7 separate regions of the Mus musculus genome follow, and all the other regions are linked to region 1. A link is a contact called in public HiCAR-type, HiChIP or PLAC-seq and promoter capture Hi-C data. All regions are on one chromosome and are shown on one strand. Each heading gives the region's core, a stretch centred on a gene start, on an enhancer-like site or on the middle of the called end of the contact. The rest is flanking DNA. Distances are from core to core; before and after follow the strand shown. Region 1 holds the start of Mafb (v-maf musculoaponeurotic fibrosarcoma oncogene family, protein B (avian)). Region 2 overlaps Dhx35 (DEAH (Asp-Glu-Ala-His) box polypeptide 35). Region 3 holds the start of Dhx35 (DEAH (Asp-Glu-Ala-His) box polypeptide 35). Region 4 holds the start of Ppp1r16b (protein phosphatase 1, regulatory subunit 16B). Region 5 holds the start of Slc32a1 (solute carrier family 32 (GABA vesicular transporter), member 1). Region 6 overlaps Ppp1r16b (protein phosphatase 1, regulatory subunit 16B). Region 7 holds the start of Fam83d (family with sequence similarity 83, member D).

Region 1 (3,109 bases), core at 136-2,635:
GGGCGGGGGCCGGACCCGCCAGGACTCACAGAAAGAACTCAGGAGAGGAGGGGCTGTCGCTGGTGGAGCCCGCCTCCCTGAAGCCGGAGTTGGCGAGTTTCTCGCACTTGACCTTGTAGGCGTCTCTCTCGCGGGCCAGCCGGGACACCTCCTGCTTAAGCTGCTCCACCTGCTGAATGAGCTGCGTCTTCTCGTTCTCCAGGTGATGTTTCTGCTGGACGCGTTTATACCTGCACGACTGGGCGTAGCCCCGGTTCTTCAGGGTCCGCCGCTTCTGCTTCAGGCGGATCACCTCGTCCTTGGTGAAGCCCCGCAGGTGGCGGTTCAGCTCACGCACCGACATGGACACCAGCTGGTCATCAGAGAAGCGGTCCTCCACACTACCGTTGCCGCCCGCAGCCGTCGCCGCGGCTGTTGCGTGCGGTCCCGGCCCCGGGTGGCTAGTGGGTAGCTGTTGCGCGGGACTGGCAGCGCTGGACGGCGGGGGCGACGCTTGGTGATGATGGTGATGGTGCGGGTGAGCGTGCTGGCCCAGGTCATCGTGAGTCACACCTGCTCCTGGGTACCCGTGGTGCGGATGAGGGTGGTGGTGGTGGTGATGGTGGTGCGCACTACGGAAGCCGTCGAAGCTCTGCAGCGGCTGGGGCACTGGGTGCGAACCGATGAGCGCCTCCACCGCGTCCTCGGGCGTCAGGTTGAGTGCCTCGGGGTTCATCTGCTGGTAGTTGCTCGCCATCCAGTACAGGTCCTCGAGATGGGTCTTCGGTTCAGTCGGACTGAAGCTGGGAGAAGAAGGCACGGAGCTGCACGGAGTGCTGAGCGGGGTGGACGACACCGAGCCAGCAGGCTGCAGGCGTGTGCATGGCCGGCCCGGACGCTCCGCGCGCCCCAGGGGCTCCTTCTTCACGTCGAACTTGAGAAGGTCGAAGTCGTTGACGTACTCCATGGCCAGCGGGCTGGTGGGCAGCTCTTGCCCCATGCTCAGCTCCGCGGCCATCGCTAAAAGCGAGGCTCAGCCGCCGCTGCCGCGGGGAAAACTTTGCGGCCGGCCGGGACGCGCCGAGCCAAACGCGGGGGCGAAGAGCGGCAAGCCGGGGAGGCGGGGAGCCGAGGGCGCAGCGGGCCGGGGCCGCCGGCCAAGCCTTTGTCTGGGGACGCGGCGGCGCGCCGGAGAGTCCTCCCGAGGCTGCCTGAGCTGCCCCGGAGCTTGGGGCTGCGAGCGCGCCGGGAACGAGTCAGGTCGAGCCGGGGCAGGGTAGAGAAGCCGGCGAGGTGCGCGCAGGGGCAGAGGGGAGGCGCGGGGCAAGCGCCCGCCGCTCGCTCTCCGACTCTTTGGCTCTAGGGCTTTCTTGCTTGCAGCCGCTCGCAGCCCGGCGGTGCAGCTGTGCAGGAGCTGGCGCCGCCGCCGCCTTTTATCGCTTCCTGATGTCACTGGAGCGCGGGGGCCCAAGCGGCCCGGCGTGTTGGCCAATGGCTGCACGGCCCCCGCGGCCCAGCGACGCTGGGCGGGGCGTGCCTGACAGCTCCCCCGCCCCCCCGCGTCAGCTGACTGGAGACCGGAGGAGCCCCGAAGCCGTTGAGGCCTGGAGGAGGGCTGGAGCCGAGTGGGACGGACCGCCTGGTCCCAACCCCCAACACCCTCTGAGTCGAGGTTCCCGCACGCTTGCCTTCAGTGCGCGCCCCACTTCTGGACCAAGCCGCCGTTCCCACCCCGCTGTCTGCACTCACGCCTCCCTACATACTCTTTACACTCCCACCCTCGGCCCGTGTCACCCCCAAGTAGGCTCAGAATAAGCGCCCGGGATGTCGCTTCCCTGGCCCTTTGTTCCCAAGCGGCCCCCGCCCAGTGGGCGACGCTCCGTGTGTCCTCGGCGCCGCGGGCCGAGTGAATGTGTGTGGTGCGTGCCTGTGTTTCGGTAGCTCTGTCTGCGCTAATGTATGCGGTGGGGGAGGGCGGGGTTGGGGCTCCAAGAGTTCTGTTCAGATCTAACTCTTAACCTCTAGGAAGGTTCCTCGGGCCAAGAGACGCTGTTCCTCTCTTAGCCGGTTCAGTGATTGAGCTCAGAAGACAGAGCTCCAGTGGTCTCGCAGCTCCGTGCATTCGCCACCCCCCCACACACACCCCCAAACGCTCCCAAAGAAGATAAACAAACAAACAGAGTTGGCCCAAAGGCTCTGAATACCTTTCACTTGCCAGTCGTGTGGAAACCTTACAACTCCGAGGCTCAGAGCCGAGACCAACACCGGTCTGTGCACTCAGTGGCTCTGGGATGCTGGGGAACCCGGCCCTGTTTTTGTCTGAACGTTTTGTAAGGATTAAGCTGATCCAAGCTTCTGACGGCTGCAAGGAGATTCAAACAGGCATAAAGTGCGACCCCAAGTGGCCACGGTGCGCAACGGCGCCCTGAACCGGTTTGTTCTTTGCGGGAGGGAAGGCTTGGATGGCGTCTCGGACCCGTGCAGGTCCAGCTAACTGATCCGGCCAAGCCAGGCCTGAACGCAGGCTGTGTGCGGCCTGAAAGCCAGGGCAGACTCCTCTGGAACTATGCACAGGCCCTCCGACCCCATCTTTGGACTCAACCACTAACCCTCTCTGCTCACCTTTTCTGAAATTCCATATGCAAGCCTTCCAGGTGTGCTTGTGGGCTACTCCTCTCAGGAAAGGTCCTGAGCTGGGAAGATCAGTATTCTAAACTGAAAACGCCAGGTGACGAAGGTTCAGGGCTACCGGATGAGAAACTTCTCCGGAACGCAGACGGGAGGAGGAAGGCAGAACACTGGGCTTTCAGACAGGGCTGTTGGGCGCCGACAGAGACTCCCTGCCCTGGGCCAGAAGGGCAGGAAATGTGGGACTTTCCTCAGACCCCGACCCCGACCCCAAAAGTGAATAGATGTCGAATTCGCTGGATCCGGAGATCCGACCCGGCTCCCACGTCGCTTTTTGCTTCCCAGCTCAGGACGCGGAAAGATGAGCGTCAGAAAGCGCGCTGGGTGAGTGTGTCCTAGCTGCTGGCTGCACAGGACCTGCCCTCCAACACCGCGCACGGGGGGCTAGTGACCCGCAGCATTGACAACCAGACCAGACCTTTTCCCCCCTTTTAACAGAAAG
Region 2 (3,502 bases), core at 850-3,349, 1.5 Mb before region 1:
TGACAACCCTGGGGGAAGCGGTGGTCATACTATGTGCATGAGAAAGCAGTGCTCAGGAGCTTGGGGAAGCTGTGCATGGTTATAGAACTGGAACATTTCCGGCCAGTGTGCTGGTCTTACGCTCCTGCCTGGTAGCAGGATGTTTGAAATAGTAGTATGTCTTTAGGATTTTTAAACTTACTTAAAATGGAAAGAACCAACTAATTCTCTTTCTCTTTTCGGCAGGTGATCGTGGCCACCAATGTGGCAGAGACTTCCATCACAATCAGTGGCATTGTGTATGTGATTGACTGTGGCTTTATGAAGCTGCGAGCCTACAACCCCAGGACAGCTATTGAATGCTTGGTGGTGGTACCAGTGTCTCAGGCGTCAGCCAATCAGCGGGCAGGACGTGGTGGGCGCAACCGCTCGGGAAAGTGTTATCGCCTTTACACAGGTATGTATGGTGTTTCTTAACAACTTTGGATTTTCTTAGAGTAGCCTGGGCTTTGGATCCCAGGGCAGACATTTGTCCCTCCTGGCAGAACTCACTGTCAAATCCAGCTCTCCCAGGGACCCCACCACTTCCTTCCTTCCTTTGCTAGGATTCCCCAGCTGGCTCAGTGAACCACCTCCTGCCTACCACCTCCATTCTAACCTAATGTTGGGCCTTGTGTCAGACCCCTGAGCATAGACTTGTGCATCAAGTGTTGTCTTTCTGCTTAATGGGCTGTGTTCTTACAGCTCCTGAACCCAGAGGCACGGCCCATCAGATCCCCGCTTGCCTTTGCAGAGTTCTCCTGAGAATCATTCATGGATGGCAAATAGTTGGCTCAGTTCTGTATCACAAGCCGTGCTAACTTCTGAGGGCACAGAGTGAAATTCTGGTAGACAGTCCTGGCCTTTAATGAGCTTTCCTCTCAGCCTGCTGGCACTGCTAGGCACAGGTACCATGATGTTCCAGAGCTGCTGTCTGTCTGTCTGTCTGTCTCTTTCACTGGGAGTGGTTCTGAGACATCCACCACCCCCACTGCCCATGCCCACAGAGCTTACCTTCCTGCCTTCTTAGTGTGCAGATGGAGTTCCAAGTCATTAATGCCCTCCTGTGTCCAGCACCCACTTACGCTGTCTTTCCATTCCTCTTTTACGCGGTTTCCTAGGGATTAGTGGGGCTGGATGTAAGTGTGTGGGTAGACTTGGGACATGAAGGGGAACCTTTATTTCTTTGAGGAATTGCAGAGTTGTAGGTATAGTAATTGTGTGGCTAAGGAATTATTTATTTTTGAGGCAGGATTTCTCTGTGGAGCCTAGGCTGGCCTCAGCCTCCGAGATCTCCCTACCGTTGCCTCTCAAGGTCTGGGACGTAAAGACAGGCACCACCATTCTCAGCAATATTTTTAGTTTTAGGTAATTTTATTTTGTGTGTTGTGCCTGCATGTCTGTCTGTGCAGTACATGTGTGCCTGGTGCTGAGGTGGTCAGAGGAGTGTTACTGGAATAGGAATTGCAGGTGAGTCTTAGCTGGCACATGGGGGCTGCGAGCTGAACCTGGCACCTCTGCATTTGCTTTTAACCGCTGAGCCATCTTCCAGCTCTAACTCAAATGATTTTTTTAAAGTGGAAATGGACACCGGCATTTGGTGTCAAAGAAGCCATGTGATAAGATACGGACTGAAGCTGGGCAAGTGGATCTGGGTGGAAGGTCACTGAGCCTTTAGTCGTAGCTGCTTTAGCAAGGGCGTGGTTGGGAAAGACCAGGGACAGTAAGCAACGGTTAGTGCCCACCCTTCAGATTGCCAGCAGATCTTCAGAGCCTGCAGCTCTTCTTTACTCAGATAATTTGGTGTTCCAGAACTTTCCAAGGCTTCTCCTTAGCTCCTCTGCTCTCACTCCTACTCTGCCTGGTTCTCAGCTACTCCGTTCTTAGACACGTGATCTGCTTCCCGCTTTGCCATGCATACCTCTGATGCCTTGGGCTTGTCTGTCTTTGTATCTTCTCAGAGAGGCCGGCCTTTCAGCTAGTGACTTGTTTCTGCCTTGGCCAGTGGTGTGCCTGGGGAGTGTAGTTGTCCTGGTAACAGTACTATAACCACAAAGATCCTCCTGATACTCTTGGCAGCTCCTGTGTAGCTTTTCTCAGTTTCTGCTCATCTCTTTCCTGAGCCTCCCATGGTCCACGGCAGGGGCATATGTCCCTCTTGGGCCTGTTTTTTGGTCTTGATCCAGGTCCCTCCTACCTCTGAAGTCTCCAGGGCCATTGCGTGAGGCCTCTGCCCCTCTTGACCTCTGTGCCCCTGGCTCTGGGGCCTTTGCAGCTTTCCTGTGTCATCACATCTTTTTGTCTCTGAGAATCAACACCTGCTTCTCTCAGCATCTTCTCAGTGGGACCAGCCTCTCAGCTAATGACTTGTTTCTGCCTTGGTCAGTGGTGTGCCTGGGGAATGTGGTTGTCTTGGTAACAGAACAGTAACCACAATGTTCTTAAAGCTAAAGAACTTCTTTCCTTGCTTGCCATCTAGAACCTTCCCGCTAGACCCATGCATTTGGCAATTTATGTTACACAGTCCAGAATATTGGTTGTCTCTTTTCTCAGGAAAACCTTTCTAAAGTTCTTACAGATAGTAGTGTTTCTCCAGGAGACTTGGCTGTAATTCATTTTCCTCTCTAGTTAACTGCAGCCTTCTGGTCTAAATGGAGACTTCGTGATGCTTGTGTGTAAGGAGGGTGTGTATCTGTACAGCGGTCAGTACAGCGTTGACTTACATGGGAGGGTTTGGCGTGTAATCCATAGGCTTTCTGAATACACAGGGAAAGTGATTTCAGAAAAGCCTTCCTTTCTCCCCACCCTTTGATCTGGTTTTCAGAAAGTCCTCCCCTGACTCTCTATCCTTCCCCTCCTCCCCCATCTCTGTGCCTCGGGGTGCTTCTCCGGTTTGAGGTCACCTTTTGTTCCTGTGGGACAAGCAAGTACAGGATCCTGGGTGTGACTGCATTTGGCTCCTTGGTTTAAAAACTAGGTTTGTATGAATTCTGCTCTCTGTGATGAGATCCTTCTTCAGAGTCTAGGGCAGCTCTGGTGATTTATTTTTACATTTTTCTTTGCTTATTTTGCTGTTCTTGCTTCCTTGAAGCGCTCTGCCTTATGCAGAGTGAACAGCAACTGGGCCTGAGAGTAATTACCCAAATGCTTGCTACTTTCGTTTTGCTGACAAAAGCATTTGAAAAGCAAGGTTTGGAAGTAAAGGAGAGTGCTTTTGTAAAGGGGTACTGTTCAACTCTCTATGCTTTTGAAGTAGAACGTCCTTCCTAAACGTAAAAATAACTTTGTATCATAATGTTGTACATGTGGTCCCAGAATCCCAGAGCTCTTGTTCACGGTAGAGAAGGTGGACTCTGCCGATGTACAGGTGCATTTGAGTGTCACGTTTGATCTGTTTCTGATTTCCTATCCTTAGAGGAAGCCTTTGACCAGCTACCTCAGTCCACCGTCCCTGAGATGCAGCGCAGCAATTTGGCCCCCGTCA
Region 3 (3,246 bases), core at 96-2,595, 1.6 Mb before region 1:
GCAGTGTCTTGCACTGTGTTAGGTCCTCTGCCCCTCATCTCCTTTAACACTTCTTTAAAGCTCAGTTTACAACTGAGCTTAAATGTCAGCCAGGTGATGGGCAAGCTAAGGATTCTGAATCAGGGTTACTTGTTTCCAACGCTTTCCGTAATTTGCCATTTCCCTCAAAGAATGAAGCATTTTCTTTTGGAGCTCTAAAAATGTATAGATTTTAAAGCCTCTTAATTTGTGGCTTCCTTGAGCCCAGCACAACTGTTCCATCCAGTAGAGGATGGAAACAGATGCAGAGACCCACAGCCAAATATTAAATGGAGCTTGAGGATGGGGGTGGGAGTGGGGGAGGAGTGTGTGGAAGAGTTGGGGGAAGGACTGAGGGCCCAGAAGAGGACAGGGCCTCCAAAGGAAGACCACCAGAGTCAACTAACCTGGACCCTTGGGGGCTCTCAGGGACTGAACTACCAACCAAAGAGCGAGCATGGGCTGTATCTGATGCAGAGTCCCCCAACAACTGGAGCAGGGGCTATCCCCGAGTCTGTTGCCTGCCTGCAGAGCCCATTCCCCTAACTGGGCTGACTTGTCTTGTCTTAGTGGGAGAGGATGCACCTAGTCCTGCAATGACTTGATGTGCGGGAGGTGGGGGTGGGGGATGGGGAGGTAGAAAAAGAGCATTTGATTTATAAACGGTTGCCTTGGAGGGAACACTGGGTGAATGCACTGGCCTCACTGATCTGATTTCTAGTCTCATCTTCCGGCCCAATGTGCTCCTGCGTTCCCACTTTGCGACATTTCTCTGAAGACCACAAGTTGCCTGTATCATTTCGGCTTTACTTGCTGATAATAAGCATCATTCTGTTTATCCAGCGTTTATTCATTTACAGTTTACCCAGCCCCACCCTCGCCTGGGAAACAAGAAGCTACAGTTCCAGGGAACACAGCAGCATTAACTGAATCATCAGACGCAGGAGGTCGTTACCGCTATTATCTCTCAGTATGAAAATAGGAGACTAAAAGAGACGCAGCTGCGATAGCATGTAAACACGAGCATCTCTCAGTTCACCGGGGAAACCCAGCCTCTGCTCACACTCTTAACGCTGGTGAGTGACAGCCTGGGAACACAGCAGCGCATTCCTAGAAGTTAGTGGCAACCCAGAGTGTCCAAGCAGGGTAGAGCAGCCAATCCGAGAGACAATATGGCCGCGCGGCATCACGTGGGCCAAGGAGAGGCCCTCAAAGGCAAGCCAAAGCGAGCTGCGATCACGTGATCCATAGTGGGGGGGGGGGGTGTTGCCGGAAGGCGTGGCTTCTTTTCGCTCTACCCGCCCCCCGCAGCCCCCGCGGAGGCTGCTGGCGGGCCACGCCCCTTGAGCCCGGAGGGACTCGCGCGGGTCTAGAGGGGCGGAGTCTTCTTCGTGACCTTTCACCCCAGCATGGCTGCGCCCTTGGGACCAGTGAAATTCTGGAAACCGGGTAAGGCAGGGCAGGGAGCCTGGGTAGATGCCCGGACATGACTTTCGGCCTGGGGACCCACCCGTGGGCCTGACCGGGGGAGGGCTGGGCACCACTCCTCCGCGCGCAAGGATGCTGCAGCCCACGGTGGTCCGGAGGAAGTCAAAGGCCTCCCTAAGCTGGGCGGAAACTCTGGGTGACCTTGTTGGAGTTTCTTAGCCTCCTCGGCACCTCTTGAGATGTAGAGTCCTGAAGCGCCCGTGTGTATCTTGCTGAAGTCCTGGGGCAGCATTGGGGCTCGAGAGGCAGTGCAGCTCAGTGGCTTAGAAGCTTGGGTTATGGAGTCAGAGCGCCCAGGTTCAAGGCTGCCTCTCTGCCTTGCATCAGTAGATGGAGAACCTTGAACTCTGCCCCCATCCCTCAGAACATCGCTCCCCTCACCTGGGAAGTGGGCGGAATACGAACACCTGTCCCGTGGGCGTGGAGTAGGGGGAGTACGTAGTCCGACTTAATGGCTCATAAAAGAGAAAATGTATTCCAGTGTTTTAGGGTAGGTCTTGCCCACTCTGAATGTTTACCACAAAGTGAACGCCCTCCTTCCTAGTGGCTGTCACTTTTCCTGTTTTGTAGGCTAACAAGTCACCATCTTTTGTTTTTGCATTTTCTCAGGTCGGGTTCTTGTTGAAATACCAGACCATGATCTGTGTAGGATGCGCCTTTTGTTCACGCTTTTCTTATAAACTAAACCAAACCAAGCTAAACCAAAACACTGTTTCTTAACTGGTACCAGCCTCTGCCCTTACTTTTTTACACATTTTCTTTTTTTCTCCTCTACCTGCACTCCAGAAGATCTGGGTGTATACATTATATTGTGATGATGATAGTTTGAGACAGAAAAGGCAACAAGGGACAGCTTTTAAAGAGTGTTTTAGATGCTCCCTGGAAATCTGACCATGTGCCTAAGTGTTAGAGAAATAAACTCATGAAGGTGACACATAATTATTTTTTTTTTTTTAAATCTGAACTGGATATGGTAGTCCATGGCTGTAATCCCAACACTTGGGAGGCAGAGGCAGGAGGATCTCTTGAATTTGAGGCCAGTCTGGTGTATATTCCAGGACAGCCAGGGTCACAAAGACATACCCTGACTCTCTCGTTTGTCACTTTCATGACTCAGCATTTTCAGGCATCAGCTGATTGTCCACCCCAGTAAGTAATGAGTTACCAACTTATTCAAGAGTTAACCAGCAGACCAAAGAGTTAAGTCTAATAGAGGCTTGGATAAATTGCCAAAACTCAGACCCGGGTACCATTTTGGTTAAAGAACCTGGAACTGTTCTGAACTGTTCTACAAGTCTGTCCCATTGTTTAGTCCATTACTGTATCGAGAGTACACTTCTGTCGTCAGTCAGGTCGTGAACACGTACATGCCTGGGCTCAGCTCTCAAGGTGTGCTCTCCAAGTTACGTGTCCATGAGAAGAATGCTAAGCAAGGCAGAGGGGTGCTGTAAGGAAGATGGCCTCAAGTACTGGACTGCAGTGCCTTCCCTGCCTGGGTGACTTGCAGAGCCACACAAGTGCTCCAAGTCTCTGCTTCCTTATCGGTCATTTGTCATAATAGGATTGCTGTGAGGATTAAATGAGACAATGCACAAAACACCCGTGGTGCTAGGTACACAGCTATTATAATTGTATTAAGGTATAGGAGAGGGAGGGAAAGTGCAGTGTGAAGAATTGGCTGCGTCGTAGAGATGGTAATGGTTTTGGAGCGAACACTGAGCGCTGAAACAAGTTTGTTAT
Region 4 (3,190 bases), core at 239-2,738, 1.7 Mb before region 1:
ACAGACAGGCTGGCCTCAAATCCATAAGTATGCCTGAGAGCTGGATTTACATGTGTTTGTTACCACACCTGGTACTGGCACACATGCAGGGTACTGGTGTACACACAGGGTACTGGGGGCTGAGCCCAGAGTTTTGTGCCTGCTAGGCAAGCACTCTATCCACTGAGCTATATTTCCTTACTCAACCCACAGGGTTTTGCTCCTCCAAGAAAAGTAACTGAGTGTATTCAGCAAGTAGGAAATCAGGCAGGGTGTAGTGACCCTGCCTTTAATCCCAACATGTCTTTAATCCCAGCACTGAGGAGGTAGAGGTCACCGGATCTCTTGCTTTTAAATCCAGCATGATCCACATAGTGAGTTCTGAGCCAGTCAGGGCTGCTGAGTGAGACCCTGTCTTAAAAGAAAATAAAAAGGAAATCAGTACACTTGGTGTTGCTCCCGGCTTTACCGGTTCTATGGTTCTATCCCTGAGTGTTTCAAACAGGATTACGGGAGGATCCCTGAGACCTAAACTGTGAATCTTGTCTGCCTCCCCAGCTGCTTAGCCCTGGGTGCCTCTGGCTCTAATCTGGAGGCTGGGAAAGTGCAGGAACAAAGCCCTTTGTGGAGAAGAGAACCCCATTGTTCTAAAGTCAGCTTTCAGGGAATGCGGATTCCAGAGAATGTTTGGGATAGGGCTTTTCTCTTTGTCCACTTTCTCCCCTCTCCCTGGGGGGAGGAGCAATTTAAAGGAGCAACTTTCAAAATTAGATTAAACAGAGTTAAACCCATTGCCTTCGAGGGAAGGCACACACTGCAGGATCTTCTGCCCAGCAGCCGCCTAGGTTACATGACAGAAACCCAGGGCGTTTGGGTCTTGTTCTTAGCAGGAAACCTCAAGGAAGCAGCTGGGCCTAGATCTTCCGGGCACCTCAGCTGGTGAGAGTCATCAACCTAGGCATGACCACTTCCTTCCTCCTTCTCTTCACCTCCCCTCTTTCCAGAGCGAAAGAGTGACTGGACTCCACGTCACAGGCCATGGTCTATTGCCTTTTCTCAGGTAAAAGACCTATCTATATAGCCCCGTCCTCTAGATAAGGCCTGGCCAAGTTCCTGATGTTTGTGGAGCCTTCAGAATCAAGCTCAACGTGGGAGATTGACTTTCGGGCACTGAACTGACCCCATTCTCTGCTACTACAGGTAGGATATTATCCCTTTCTGGGCCTCACTGGGTCTATCTGTCAAATGGGAATAAAATACCACCCTGGCTTCCCCCCCTGTCTGTACTGGAGGTTAGAGGTGGGACACAGTCAAGGAGAACTATCCTGAAGCCTGACTGTGTCTCAGCTGCTTCCAAATTCCTGCAGCTCAGAAAAGGGGTCTTCATTTGGAGGGCGCTAAGATCTAGACCTTCTTGTTGCTCGGTGACAAGCCCCTTGGGGATGCGCGGGCCCACCCCTTTCCCCCGGGAGCTGAGGCTCCGCCTTAAGGGAGGAGTCAAGAGGCGGCACGGTGGCTCGCTACCCAGCCGAGCTGGCTCTGTCGCCGCACCACCAGCTGCGGCTCTGGGACCTGCGGATCGAGCCGGGGCCGGAGCCGCCCGGGGTAGGGCTCGAGAGAGCGGGTGAGTTGAGCGGCGCCGCATTCCTCTCTGCACTCTGCGGATCCGGCGGGCAGGTGTCTCGGGCCCTTCCAGTCTGGCTGGTGGAGAGGGGTGGCTCAGCCAAGGGAGGGTGGCTTAAGATAATTGGGGAGGGGGGCGGTGGCGGTGGAGTGTGCTGGAAAGGTGCAGTCTCCCACATCTCGCTATCGGATGGGGAGGCTGGTGTAGAGAGTGAATTGGCAGGGCTGCGATGGCTGGATTCTGGGGGGCGATGTGAGGTCCGTGGTCTGTCTGGGCTACTGTCTGCCAGGGTTACAAGGCTGGGTGATGAAACCACAGAACACCAGACGCCCTGGGCAAGCGGTCTACGAGCCCGGCATGGGGGCGCCGCCCCCTCGCGTGGCGGCGCTTGGTCTGGGCAGGCAGCGCGCTGAGAGCGCTGCTCCGGGGGTGGGAAAAGTCCCGGGGGCAGGCGTCCCTAAGGGCAAACCTGACCTAGTGCGGGATCTCCACCCCTAGAGAGTGTCGGTCGGTCCCGGTAGCCCCCGGCGGGGTGATTCCCCAGAAGGGATGCTCTCGGCCTCTTCGCCCGCCGCCTTGGGCGCGAGCTGCGGGTCCCGGCGCCCAGAGCGCTCCACTCCTCGCGAGTCCCGCGCATCCGTTCCCGCAGGGAGCAGCGCCCCCGAGCGCCCAAGACAGGCAGAAACGGCGCAGCCCTACCCCAGAGGTCAACTGAGGGGTCTCCCACAAGGTCACGCAGAGCACCCTGATCGCCCCGAGTGGGAGCGAGGAGCCGGAGGCTCTCCTACCCGCCTCCGTAGCGGATGCAGACTCTCTTCCTCTGCGCTCCCCTCCCAGCCCTGCCTCCAGCTTTACGGAAGATGTTGCTGATGCAGCTTCCAGCCCCGGGCGGATAATCGGGTCTAGGTGAGCTGTGACTACGGCCCTCTCTGCAACCCACTGGAGCGCCACCACTACTGGCCAGGCCTGGAAGCCTTTGCTCTCCTGGAATCAGAAGGGGGGGGGGGCAGAGATGAGGCTGCACAGAACGGAAAGCCGGTGCTTGTGCGCCCATGTGATTACACTGCTCATAAAGGGCTCCTGTTCTTGCTGTCAGAGGCGCCCACCAGCTCCTGGTTCCCGGGAGCACCAGGTGCGGCCTGTGAATCGCCCTCTGTAGAGGACCCGGAGCCCGATAGTGCCAGGCGCCGTTTCCCTCCAGGCTATCTGGGGAAGGGGCTGGCGGTCGCTCCAGGCCCTCGGGGGGTGGGGTGGGGGGACTTCTCTGTGCGCCTTATCCTGCCATTTCCTGCAGCCAGTAAGGTACCGGAGTAGAAACGGCCTCCGTGGGGAGGGAGCTTTCCTTCCAGGCTGAGCTCCGCACAGCTCAGCTGAAGACTTGCTGTCTGCCCGCGGGCCCTGCACTCGGTTCCCCATCACCACAGATCTCTAAGAAGTGGGGTGAATGGTCGCTGTAGGGTAACAGGGAGGCCTCCCGCGAAGCTCTTGGTGCATCGGAGCATCATGGATGACCCTGCTAGGCAAACCCGCCTTTAGTGAGGGTTTGAGCGGGGCGTGTCCCCTAGCCAGGTGCAGAAGTGGAACCCT
Region 5 (3,242 bases), core at 591-3,090, 1.8 Mb before region 1:
TGCTTCCTGTAACAAAAGCACTGTACGGCAAAGCAAGGAGAAGCTTAAGTACTTGGGACCTCCTCGTCAAAGAAGGCATCCATGGCCATCTTAAGGTGTGGAGGGGCACAAGAGGTCACTACAAAGGTACTAGGTCCCTCTGATACATATGTCAGGTGGGCAAAAGAATTCCTCCAGGAAAGGGGGGCAGTGAAGGGGACGGAAACCCTTGTCTGGATGAAGTTCTGGGGTGAAGAGTCTCTTCTGTCCAAAGCCTTTTGGGAAGATGAGGTGCCTGCATTTACTCTCTTTGCTTCTGTCAAGTGCCTGAGGGTGGCCAGATTTCGACCTGCTGGGGAGAAGGATTTTGGTCATGGTTTAGCAGGAGGTGGGGGTTTTGCAGTGGGCATGTGAAGGAAGGGATGGTGGCGGAGTGACGAAGACCACTCTGTCTGTTGTACGAAGGTCCCCAACCTGGGATAGAGGCCTCTTCCAGAGACTGTGAGAGTGCTTGAGGTGAAGGGGGGTGACTAGGGGTAGCCCGTCTTGTCCTGGCAGCTCCTACTTGCTGGTCAAAGCCCTCAGGCCGCCCTACTTGTGCACTGACCTGAGCTAATCTAAAAAATACCGCAGGGGAGGTAGAGACTGGGGTTCCCAGTGAGAGAGAGTCTCCAGACGGGAGAAAAGGAGCGGGAGTCCTTGTCATTTCTGTCAGCTTTCTTAGGCTCAGTGACAACAATGCTTCTCCTTCATCTAGGCTGGGTCCCATCTCGTGGTTTGCTGCTTAGGAGTTTGAAAGAGAACCCAGCTGGGGACGTAGACAGGGACCCACAGAAAGCAGCCGTAGCTGACCCATGCCTCATGAAGACTACAAAGGGGCTCACGCCAGCACGAACGCAAGGCAACTCCTTTCAGAAGCGCCAGCTCGGCAATGAAACTCGGCTGCGCAGCAAACCACACACGGAATACGCACGGTTACCAAAGCTGCCGCTCAGAGTTCACACAGCGCCAACCCACAGCTGTATCTAATGCGATGTCTTTGTCTCTGGATCTCTTTCGTCTTCGTGCCCGCGCGCACTCGCATGACACTCAACAGAAACATCCAAGCTCTCTCAGTCCGGGGGCGGTGATCCTAGCCTGGCCGAGCGTACCCATGTTTCTGAGCTCCGGTCCGCAAGGCTGTCAGCTCGCCTTGCCTTTCGTCTATCCTGACCTTCTCAGATAAGCATTTGCTTACCGAGGGGGCGAGGGGGCGTCCTCAGAATCCCTCCGAGAGAGAGAGAGAGAGAGAGAGAGAGAGAGAGAGAGAGAGAGAGAGAGAGAGAGACAGAGACAGAGACAGAGACAGAGACACAGAGACAGAGACAGACAGAGACAGACAGAGACAGAGAGAGCGCCCAAAGGCTAGCCTTTCCCTTCCACTGCGCGCAGTTGATGGTGAGGCACCAGCTCCTACCACGGCATCCCTGGACGACAGAAACAGCTCAGATGGTCCAACCCAGGGCTGACTTTCTTCAAAAGTAATCCAAGACAGTCACTTCTGTCATCAGGATGGACTTGCAGAACAAGTGATAGATGGCAGAGACACAAACAGACGACCGATCGGCCGGCCTAGCTCTAGAGACTCTCACCTGTCTGTCCTGTTGGTTATCCGGACGGTTAGCCAGAGGATCCGGGGCCCCCGCACAGCTCCGGGACTCTGGAAGATAGTTCCGAGGGTGGGGACCTTCGAGAACCAGCCCACACTGAACTCCTCCCTCCTTGTGGCAGCAGCAAGGTGGGACGGGCCAGGACGTCTGCTTAGCACCTCCTCCAGAAATGCAGCACTTGGGGGGCCCCCACCCTTTCGCGCGCTCCTTCCCACCGACCTCCCAGGGGTGCACCTCTCCAGCCTCGGTCGCGCTTCCGAAACCTTTGGTGCCCCCTTTTCCTGGTCCCGACCCCCCACCTCACGCCCCCTGGTCTGGACAGCATCTCCCCCTCGCCGCCCTCCGCCCACGCACCGCCTGACTCCGAGGGGTGCGAGCGCATTGGGCTGCGCCCGCGTGGGGGCGCCGCGCCAGCCTCGCGTAGCTGTTCTGACGCTGCCGTCGCCGCCGCCCTCCGCAGCCCAGCCGGCACCCGCACCAGCTCTGCAGTGCACTCGTCGCCTCTCGGGCCGGTCCCACCAAGAGCCAGACTGTCGTGACCGGGGCCAGCCTCGAACGTCAGGCGCGAGGGTCATGAGCCAGAGCGCCCTGGGGCGCCGCGCGGAGACCCAGCGGAGATAGCAGTCCTCGCTGCCTTGACGCGCGCCCGCCGCGTCCCCAGACCCTTCTGTCCTTTTCTCCCGCCCCGCCGCCGCCATGGCCACCCTGCTCCGCAGCAAGCTGACCAATGTGGCCACCTCCGTGTCCAACAAGTCCCAGGCCAAGGTGAGCGGCATGTTTGCCAGGATGGGGTTTCAGGCGGCCACCGATGAGGAAGCGGTGGGCTTCGCGCACTGCGACGATCTCGACTTTGAGCATCGCCAGGGCCTGCAGATGGACATCCTGAAATCGGAAGGCGAGCCCTGCGGAGACGAGGGCGCAGAAGCTCCCGTCGAGGGAGACATTCATTATCAGCGCGGCGGCGCTCCTCTGCCACCCTCTGGCTCCAAGGACCAGGCCGTGGGAGCTGGTGGGGAGTTCGGGGGTCACGACAAACCCAAGATCACGGCGTGGGAAGCGGGCTGGAACGTGACAAATGCCATTCAGGTGAGTGCGGGATCCCCAAATCTGCTTGCCATCACCCCCCACCTGAGCTGTCCTTGCCAGGCTCTGCCCCCACACGAACCCCGCAGAGGTCTAGGTTTCAATGCCGCCTTCTCCCAGGACTGGATAATTTATCTCCCCTTCTCTGACCTTCCTAGCCATAGGGATCTACGCCCCCAGGCGGTGTTCTCCTCAGATCCACTCTTGCTGTTCCTGCTACAGGACAGCCTGGCTGAGGTTTGGGGTGGGGGCGGGGGCGGGTCACAAATCCAAAGACCCTACAAAAGCTGGAGACATGGGGAAGGGCGGGAGTCGGGGTGGGGGAAGAATGAAGAAGAAAGAAAATCAAGATCTGGAGAGTTAGCCTTGAGCTCCAGAATGGAGTCCCAGCTGCATTTTCGGAGGACAGGGAGAAAGCTGAGCTAGGGAGTCTCCTCCTCGTGACACATACAGAAGTCGTGCACGCGGACAGGGCTAGACACGGTCCCCTTCCTCACTAACAAACAGGCATATGACGTGCATCTATTTATA
Region 6 (3,186 bases), core at 659-3,158, 1.7 Mb before region 1:
TAATTGAGAAAATGTCTTACAGCTGGTTCTCATGGAGGCATTTCCTCAATGGAGGCTCCTTCCTGTCTGATGACTCTAGCTTGGGTCAAGTTGACACCCAAAAGCAGCCATTACAAGGTTGATGCTGGGTGTCTTCCTCTCACTTGAACTTCGAGCTTTCCAGTTCATCTACGCAATCTGATCTAGGGAGCCCCTGGCTGCCCCTCCAGAGCACTGTTTGTGTAAGTTCTAGGGATCAGAACACTGGTCCTCATGTTTGAGCAGAGAGTTTTACTCACTAAGCCATATCCCCACATTGAGGACTAGAATCTTAATCAAGGGGGCAAAAGGCAGACCCTGAAATCCAAGTTTAGGCAAGCATGCTGTAGACCAGAATTGCAGTTGATGTGTTCATAGTCCCTGCTCTCTTCTTTGGCCATAGTAGTCATTGTTGATCACTTCCCATTGATAATCTCTCTCTCCTTATACTGCCCCAAATGGACTCCAGCAACCTAAGAGTTAGTACAAGGGAGGAAAGCTTGGTCAAGAATGTCAGATGGCAGGGAGGGGTGCAGAGGGGACGAGTTCTTCACACTCCCAACAGCTGTCCCTTGTTTAATGACCTATGATCTAGGAGGGTATTCTGTGGCCGCAGGTGGCCTGCTTTGAAAATGATCCTCTGGCTTTGGAGGAAGTTTTTTTTTTTTTTTTTTTTTTCTGTTTCTGCACAGGGGATGGGGGTGGGGGTTCCACACCCCCAATCTTGGAGGAACTGTGTTCGTAATATGACTCCCATTTCCCTCTACCTAGCTGTTATATAAGCTTCTTTGGGAAACCGGTGACTGTGATTGATGGGACCACATGGGACGTTTACAGATATTATATCTGCATGTCCCTGTCCTTTGTGTGTGTCCCCTGGGCCCCTCCCCACACTGGCATTCTTACCTACAAGTAGTCTGGCTTCTCTGGGTTCACGTGTCTAACAGGAGGCTCAGTGTGGATGACTGATGTGTTCATGGGCTTCCTGTGTCCACTGAACCATCGACCCCTTTGAAATCCATCTCTTGGAAGCCTAAGGAGGCCATCTCACCTTTACATGAAGCGCCAACCCCAAACATCAACCCATCATCTGCTTGGAATGGACCTGACAGGTTGTGTTGTCAGATGCGGGCTCCAGACATGCTCAGCAAAATCCTTATTCTGTTGGATGCTTTCCCAGCCCAGTCAGGATTGGGGCTCCTGGGAAACTGTCTACCACACCGCTGGCCCTTGTCTCTTTGCAGCCTGATGGGTGGTTATTGAGTATAGGGGAGAGGGACCCCAACATTGTTCTAGGGCTGGCCTCTGATTTTGCATTAGAAGTTTTTTTCCCTCAGGCCTGGCTGACAGCATCCCTATATTACCTGCCCACAAGTCTGATTCTACCTGAGGCTGAAGCAACCAGTGTCCTCAACTAGTCCAAGGAAATGTCATTGGTGCCCCAGAGCTGACCATGATTCATCTCCAGAGAGAGCCCGGGCCATGGGTTATCTGGTCACTCTTTATTCCGATGAATTATGAATTCTGCCTCTCTTCTTTATAAATGTGAAACCCTGTAAATGAGCTTCAGGGTCACCATTAAGAGATCTGAATGAAGTGACATGTCTGGGAGAAGTAGAGTTGAGGAGCAGTTCCTTGGGGACCCTGGTCCTCCATCAGGTTTAGAACCAGGAGGCCTGGGTATGGTGACTGTGCCCAGAGTCTAAAGGGGTCATTCTTGCAGGAGTAGGACAGTCAGTGCACCGAGTCCCCTGACGGTGGGGCCGGAGGGACAGAGGAGATTGCTAATTCGGATATCTGGAGCAAGTCTCCTTGCTCATGCGTGGAGCATCTCGAGCTCTCGAGGGTGATGTTATGCAGCTGTACTGTGGGAGGGCGGGGGTGTGCATCCCTTTAGTGAAGAAGCAAGCCCTGAGTGAGAGCTGGAAGGGAGGAGGCACCGCCCGCCCCGCCGCCGCTGCCCACCCGGGCTGTTTGTTTTGTTTTCTTTTTCCCCTCATGCTCAGTGGCACAGGAAACACGAGGAGAAAAGCACTCGTGGCCCTTCCTCCCGCAGCGCCTGCCAAGACCGCCGAGAAGAATAGCCGAGGAACTGGGAGAAAAAGCCGAACATTTTAACAGTGTGAACTTTGAAACGCTCTCTCTCTGACTCATGTTCGACAGTCTCTTCAATTCGAATTCACCTTCCCTCGTGTTGTTTTTCTCAAACTGGTAGGCTTGATTCCAAAGATGTGTCAATCAGCTGCTCCCTCCTGTGTGTGTGTGTGTGTGGTGTGTGTGTGTGTGTGTGTGTGTGTGTGTGCGCGCCTGTGTGCGTGTGCATGTGTGTGTCCTTTCTCCCAAGTCAACACACATGAATGCTGTTGGAACCCAGCCTTGACCTTCTTCCCTTCCTCAAGGCTGGCCTTCCACTTAGACCTGTTGAGTCTGTAATGGCCTTTGTAGGGGAAAGTCCGCATATTGATAATAGTCTTCTGCAAGAGGCCACAACCCTTCCTGGGGTCCCTAGACCTGCATCTTTAAAAGCATCCTTGCCGCACTTTAAGATATTCTGGGTAATAAGGAACTGGGTTATATAATATATGAGGTGTGTTGGTTTGGCTAGCTGGAGTCCAGCGTCTCATTGTTCAAAGGACCCCTTATTCATCTCCTTTACCACCAAGCACTGGCTGCATGTAGAGACTGCCTTCAGAGCACCTTGGCTTCAGTCTCCTGGCTCCTCAGACAGAGGGAAGAGAAAGCTTCTGGTTGGGCCAACTTAAGGCCTAGGCCTGCCCTAGAACCAATCCCTGTCTGGGCTCAGGCCCTTACCAAGACCTCTGACCAATCAGGGCTCAGGATAATGAAGGAGTTCTAAGACCTCCCATTACTGTGCTCTTCTCAGGAGTACGCTCAGTAGCAGGAGCAACCCCACCAACAGCCTTTCATCTGTTGTGCCTCCTGCTATCCCATGGCTCCGCTTCCACTGAGCACTCTTCCCCTTAAGGGCCAATCTCACGGTGCCCAGATGCGCACCCTGGTCCCTTCTCCTCAAGGCAGCAAGGATGAGTGTGTGCATAGAGAAGAACCAAGTTAAGACTCTGCCAGCCTGGGGGATGGGGGGTAAGGTGACGACACCTTGGTGGCCTGTTCCCGCTTCTCCCAGGGCCCAATGCCTTGGCCTTAAAC
Region 7 (3,592 bases), core at 235-2,734, 1.6 Mb before region 1:
ACAGCAGCAGTTTTATTACAGTTTGATTGGTTTATGTTATTTATGTTACCAGGGTGCTCCCTTCCTCTGTTCCACTGACTTGTCCTGGGCCTTCCCATGTTCCTCTCTGGGCTTTTTCCTTTAGCTTATAGTGGAGAGCAATGCTCTACGTCATTCAATGGGATCATAGATTATGATCTCTGATTATCCTTGCTTTTAACCCAGGAAACAGAGGCAAAGACACTGTGTGACTGTACAGCCTCAGGCCTGGCCCCTGTCCTTATTACATGCAAGAGCTGGTTCGATTTGATAGAGGAAGGTAGTCTTCTGCATCCTGGATGCCAGAGTGGGGACACAGGAAGCTCTTGCCTTTGGGCTTGAATAACTTCCCTGAGAAGGCTGGAACCAGGGAAGGATGAAGAGAGGGAGGAGATCCTCACAGCAGTACTGGTTTGTTTTAAGTTTACAGAGGTAGAGGCAGGGGGTTAGAAAGCCAAGGTCATCCTTCGCTACAAGATATGAGAAAGGGAGAGAGAGAGAGAGTGAGAGAGACCTTTAAGCGAAGAAGTAGATACCACAGTGGATTAGTATATAGATGTATATGTATGAGCATATATGTATGTGTATATGTATATAGATATATATGTGTATGTTTGCAAGGTCTTCTGTGACCTCTCTTAGGATTGACACAGAATAAGATGGCTTCGAACTCCAGATTCTCCTACCCTAACCTCCCATGTGCTGGGAGTGTGCCACCACCCCCAGCTCTGCACCACTGAGAAAAAAAGACATTTATTTATTTTTATTTAATGTGTATGTTTGTGTGCTACGTATGCATACAGTGTCCGTGGATACCAGAAAGGGCATCATCAGATTCCCTGGAAGCATTATAGGTGGTTAGAGGTTGCCAGGGGAGACAGTGCTAAACCCAGATCCTCTGGAAGTGCTCTTAACTGATGAACCACCACTCCAGGCTCTATCTCTGTCTCTTTGTCTCTCTTCCTCCCCATCTTTTCCCTTCCTTCTCCCTCCCCCTCCCTCCGTCCCTCTGTCCTTCTCTCCTTCTCACTTGCTCTCTGTATTGATAAGTTAATGATTAGATGCAGGGTGGAGTGGCAATGAGGCTGATCACACCAAAATAAGCATGTCCAGGAGCAAGTCCTACCCCTAGTCCGAGTCCTTGAAGCACCATGTTATAGGGCACTCGGCAGGGGGCGTGCTCGGACAGTGCGGGGCTATGTCCCGGGTTGGCAGGGTTCTGGAGCCGCTAGGGCGGGGTAAAGTCAGATTTAAATTCCGCTCAGCCATCAGGCAGTGAGAGCAGAGGGTGGGCGGGTTCTGTCTCAGGAGCAACCAATAGCAATGAGGGGGCAGAGCCTTTGGTACGCATGGGAGACATCCAGCCAATGGGATTGCTGGGGCGGGGCGGCGAGCCAATAGAGCGGGCTGGTTTGATTCAAAGATGCCTATAAAAACTCAGACTACCACCGTAGACAAGTGGATCGGTTCTGGGCACTGCCATGGCTGCTCGCTTCGAGCTGTTGGACGACCTTCCCGCGGCCTGCCTGTCTCCGTGCGGACCGCCCAACCCCACGGAGCTGTTCAGCGAGGCGCGGCGTCTGGCTCTCGAGCAGCTGCTGGCCGGTGGTCCCGACGCCTGGGCCGCCTTCTTACGGCGTGAGCGGCTGGGCCGCTTCCTCAACGCCGACGAGGTGCGCGAGGTTCTGGGCGCTGCCGAGCGGCCGGGCGAGGATGGGGCGGCGGTAGCGGAGGACTCGTTCGGCTCCTCTCACGAATGCTCGTCGGGCACCTACTTTCCGGAGCAGTCGGACCTGGAACCGCCGGCGTTGGAGCTCGGCTGGCCTTCCTTCTACCAGGGTGCCTACCGCGGTGCCACGCGTGTCGAGGCTCATTTCCAGCCCCGCGGCGCGGGCGCCGGAGGCCCGTATGGCTGCAAGGATGCGCTGCGCCAGCAGTTGCGCTCCGCCCGAGAGGTGAGCGGCCCCCTGGCAGCGGGTAGGGGAGGAGCATCGGCCTTCTGAAAATTGAGTCATGTCGTAGTTCCAACTTCTGTTATTGGTACCCCTGGAACAGAGCGACTGTTAGTTCAAACCAAAGTGGATTGCAGAATTCCAGGGACGTCAGCTGACATTAGGTCTCACTTTCAGGAGCTAAGTAAAAGCTTAGTTTTACCCAAAAGATGATACCCGGAGACCATGGGGAGATCTGTAATTACCACTTTTCCACGCTTCTTAATGTTGTAGACAGATAAATTCGAGCAGTCGGTTTATCTCTTTCACTTCTGTGAGTGAGTCTGGTGGGAGATATTTTTAACCCACAGTGCCTGGGACTGTTCCAAGTAGCATTGATCCAAAATGCAAATATTTGTGCTTTAGATAAGCCACTGGTTACAATGGGTTTTTATCTTAGCTAGTGTCAGACTGCCCGATTGGCCTGGGGTGGAGTATAGAGTCTGGCCTGCCATAGATCAGGGAGAAAGGGCTCCACTTGGGAGGGTGTGGCTACAAGTTTGCATGCTGGTGAACACTGCTCCATTCCCAGACCTTTTGACTGCCTGGAACATGACGGGCAAAGCCTCAGACCATGTCAAGACTTAGTAGGCCTGGCACCGCTATATGTTAGGGTGCGGATCAGGTTGACATCACCAAGTCTAGGAGCAAGTTTGCGTTCTGTTTTTGTCTTTTGTTTTTTGTTTTCCTCTCTGCAAGACAAGGTCACTGTAACCCAGGCTTACCTGGAACTTACAGGCTTCAATTTCAGGCAATCCTCCTGCCTCTGCCTTCCTAGTGCCAAAGCCAAAGTTCTGATGCTGGTTCTGTACCTGACAGGCAGGACTTTGAGGATAAGAGTGTAGGTGACCAAGCTGTTCAGGGAATAGTATGGCTATGGCTGGATTCATGTTAATCCTGTGAGCTTTGGGTGGGCTGAGGGTCCGTTTGATGCTGGAAATGTTTCACTTGTGAGTTCAGTACAAAATTATAAAGCGTTTGGAAGAGGCAAAATTGTGGGCTAAGGGTGCATGCCCAAAGCTTCCCTCTGGGAGGAGAATTTGAGCACTCCTTGGGGACACCTTGAGAAGGAAAGACCTGGTCTCCAGGAAAGGCAGAGGTGTGGGCTGCTCTAACCTTTTGCTCAGTTGGGTGAAGGCACTAGAGCTAGAGGTCAGAAGGAAAACTTGCCTTAAAAGGGATCACAGCTACAGCAGACTTCCCTATCTTTCTTGCAATCTGAAAAACATCAGTGGATGGGGCCTCCTGCTTCCCTCTGTACCTACTTCCTTTACACCTCCCCTACATCCCTGTCTCTGGAAGCTGGGCGTTCCCACGGAGAAAGGTGGGAAACCCAATGAGCATTTTTTTGTATATATGCCCAAGTGCATACTTACCCAGAGTCTCCCAGCTGTCACACTGCCAGGGCTGGGGTCACAGAGGAGGGGGTGTGGTTCTCGTCCTTAGTTCATGGAGGACTGGGGATGAGGAAGGGGCTAGAAGAAAATCTGGAGTGGCGATGTCTGAGTTGGACTGAGAAGGAAGGATGGAACTAGCCTGTCTATGGAGAAGATAGGGACCAAAAGTCGAAAAGATGATGGGGG

The links. Promoter capture Hi-C pulls out the DNA fragments that hold promoters and counts their contacts. HiCAR-type assays count read pairs that join an accessible place to other places. HiChIP or PLAC-seq counts read pairs in DNA pulled down with a chosen protein or histone mark.
Region 2: a promoter capture Hi-C map of embryonic stem cells shows a contact between it and region 1, with 6 times the contacts expected there. The contact joins the enhancer-like site here to the promoter of Mafb in region 1. A contact is called at or near these places in 3 of 39 promoter capture datasets (embryonic stem cells and hippocampal neurons) and 3 of 115 datasets of contacts at active chromatin or transcription factors (astrocytes and embryonic stem cells).
Region 3: a contact with region 1 is called in a promoter capture Hi-C map of embryonic stem cells, with 5 times the contacts expected there. The contact joins the promoter of Dhx35 here to the promoter of Mafb in region 1. A contact is called at or near these places in 2 of 39 promoter capture datasets (embryonic stem cells and hippocampal neurons), 1 of 484 Hi-C or Micro-C datasets (uterus), 8 of 115 datasets of contacts at active chromatin or transcription factors (SST interneurons, astrocytes, embryonic forebrain and 4 more) and 2 of 9 other capture datasets (adipose tissue and embryonic stem cells).
Region 4: a promoter capture Hi-C map of embryonic stem cells shows a contact between it and region 1, with 7 times the contacts expected there. The contact joins the promoter of Ppp1r16b here to the promoter of Mafb in region 1. A contact is called at or near these places in 3 of 39 promoter capture datasets (all in embryonic stem cells), 2 of 484 Hi-C or Micro-C datasets (both in embryonic stem cells), 6 of 115 datasets of contacts at active chromatin or transcription factors (astrocytes, double positive thymocytes, embryonic stem cells and 1 more) and 1 of 9 other capture datasets (embryonic stem cells).
Region 5: a contact with region 1 is called in a promoter capture Hi-C map of embryonic stem cells, with 12 times the contacts expected there. The contact joins the promoter of Slc32a1 here to the promoter of Mafb in region 1. A contact is called at or near these places in 10 of 39 promoter capture datasets (cranial neural crest, embryonic stem cells, frontonasal cranial neural crest and 3 more), 1 of 15 datasets of contacts at CTCF or cohesin (stem cell-derived epiblast-like cells), 10 of 484 Hi-C or Micro-C datasets (LSK cells, cortical neurons, embryonic stem cells and 2 more) and 11 of 115 datasets of contacts at active chromatin or transcription factors (astrocytes, embryonic forebrain, embryonic hindbrain and 2 more).
Region 6: a contact with region 1 is called in an H3K4me3 HiChIP or PLAC-seq map of stem cell-derived neural progenitor cells, with 7 times the contacts expected there. The contact joins the enhancer-like site here to the promoter of Mafb in region 1. A contact is called at or near these places in 4 of 39 promoter capture datasets (embryonic stem cells, hippocampal neurons and stem cell-derived epiblast-like cells) and 4 of 115 datasets of contacts at active chromatin or transcription factors (astrocytes, embryonic forebrain, embryonic stem cells and 1 more).
Region 7: a HiCAR-type map of astrocytes shows a contact between it and region 1, with 4 times the contacts expected there. The contact joins the promoter of Fam83d here to the promoter of Mafb in region 1. A contact is called at or near these places in 9 of 39 promoter capture datasets (the 3T3-L1 cell line, the SN4741 cell line, cranial neural crest and 5 more), 9 of 115 datasets of contacts at active chromatin or transcription factors (SST interneurons, astrocytes, embryonic forebrain and 5 more) and 1 of 9 other capture datasets (adipose tissue).

Annotation. Positions count from the first base shown.
Region 1 is chr2:160,365,680-160,368,788 of GRCm38.p6, forward strand. It overlaps Mafb (v-maf musculoaponeurotic fibrosarcoma oncogene family, protein B (avian)), which reads right to left and starts at 1,386. Exons shown (of 1, transcript NM_010658.3): 1 at 1-1,386. The coding sequence starts at 997. The coding sequence ends at 26.
Region 2 is chr2:158,831,437-158,834,938 of GRCm38.p6, forward strand. Dhx35 (DEAH (Asp-Glu-Ala-His) box polypeptide 35) reads left to right here. Exons shown (of 22, transcript NM_001372513.1): 12 at 226-436; 13 at 3,434-3,502. Among named protein-coding and RNA genes, the nearest start is that of Dhx35, 38 kb to the left of the region's middle. Within about 2 kb of position 2,100, at least 48 of the 459 cell types and tissues checked have an H3K27ac peak or open chromatin away from gene starts, as enhancers often do. A contact at or near this core is called in astrocytes and embryonic stem cells, where this site is marked.
Region 3 is chr2:158,793,462-158,796,707 of GRCm38.p6, forward strand. It overlaps Dhx35 (DEAH (Asp-Glu-Ala-His) box polypeptide 35), which reads left to right and starts at 1,346. Exons shown (of 22, transcript NM_001372513.1): 1 at 1,346-1,467. The coding sequence starts at 1,428.
Region 4 is chr2:158,665,647-158,668,836 of GRCm38.p6, forward strand. Ppp1r16b (protein phosphatase 1, regulatory subunit 16B) reads left to right here and starts at 1,489. Exons shown (of 11, transcript NM_001159662.1): 1 at 1,489-1,603.
Region 5 is chr2:158,608,918-158,612,159 of GRCm38.p6, forward strand. Slc32a1 (solute carrier family 32 (GABA vesicular transporter), member 1) reads left to right here and starts at 1,841. Exons shown (of 2, transcript NM_009508.2): 1 at 1,841-2,714. The coding sequence starts at 2,325. Gm14204 (predicted gene 14204) reads right to left here and starts at 1,806. Exons shown (of 3, transcript NR_040359.1): 1 at 1,611-1,806.
Region 6 is chr2:158,686,048-158,689,233 of GRCm38.p6, forward strand. All of the region lies in intron 1 of Ppp1r16b (protein phosphatase 1, regulatory subunit 16B), which reads left to right. Among named protein-coding and RNA genes, the nearest start is that of Ppp1r16b, 21 kb to the left of the region's middle. Within about 2 kb of position 1,909, at least 58 of the 459 cell types and tissues checked have an H3K27ac peak or open chromatin away from gene starts, as enhancers often do. A contact at or near this core is called in hippocampal neurons and stem cell-derived neural progenitor cells, where this site is marked.
Region 7 is chr2:158,766,615-158,770,206 of GRCm38.p6, forward strand. It overlaps Fam83d (family with sequence similarity 83, member D), which reads left to right and starts at 1,485. Exons shown (of 4, transcript NM_027975.2): 1 at 1,485-1,973. The coding sequence starts at 1,500.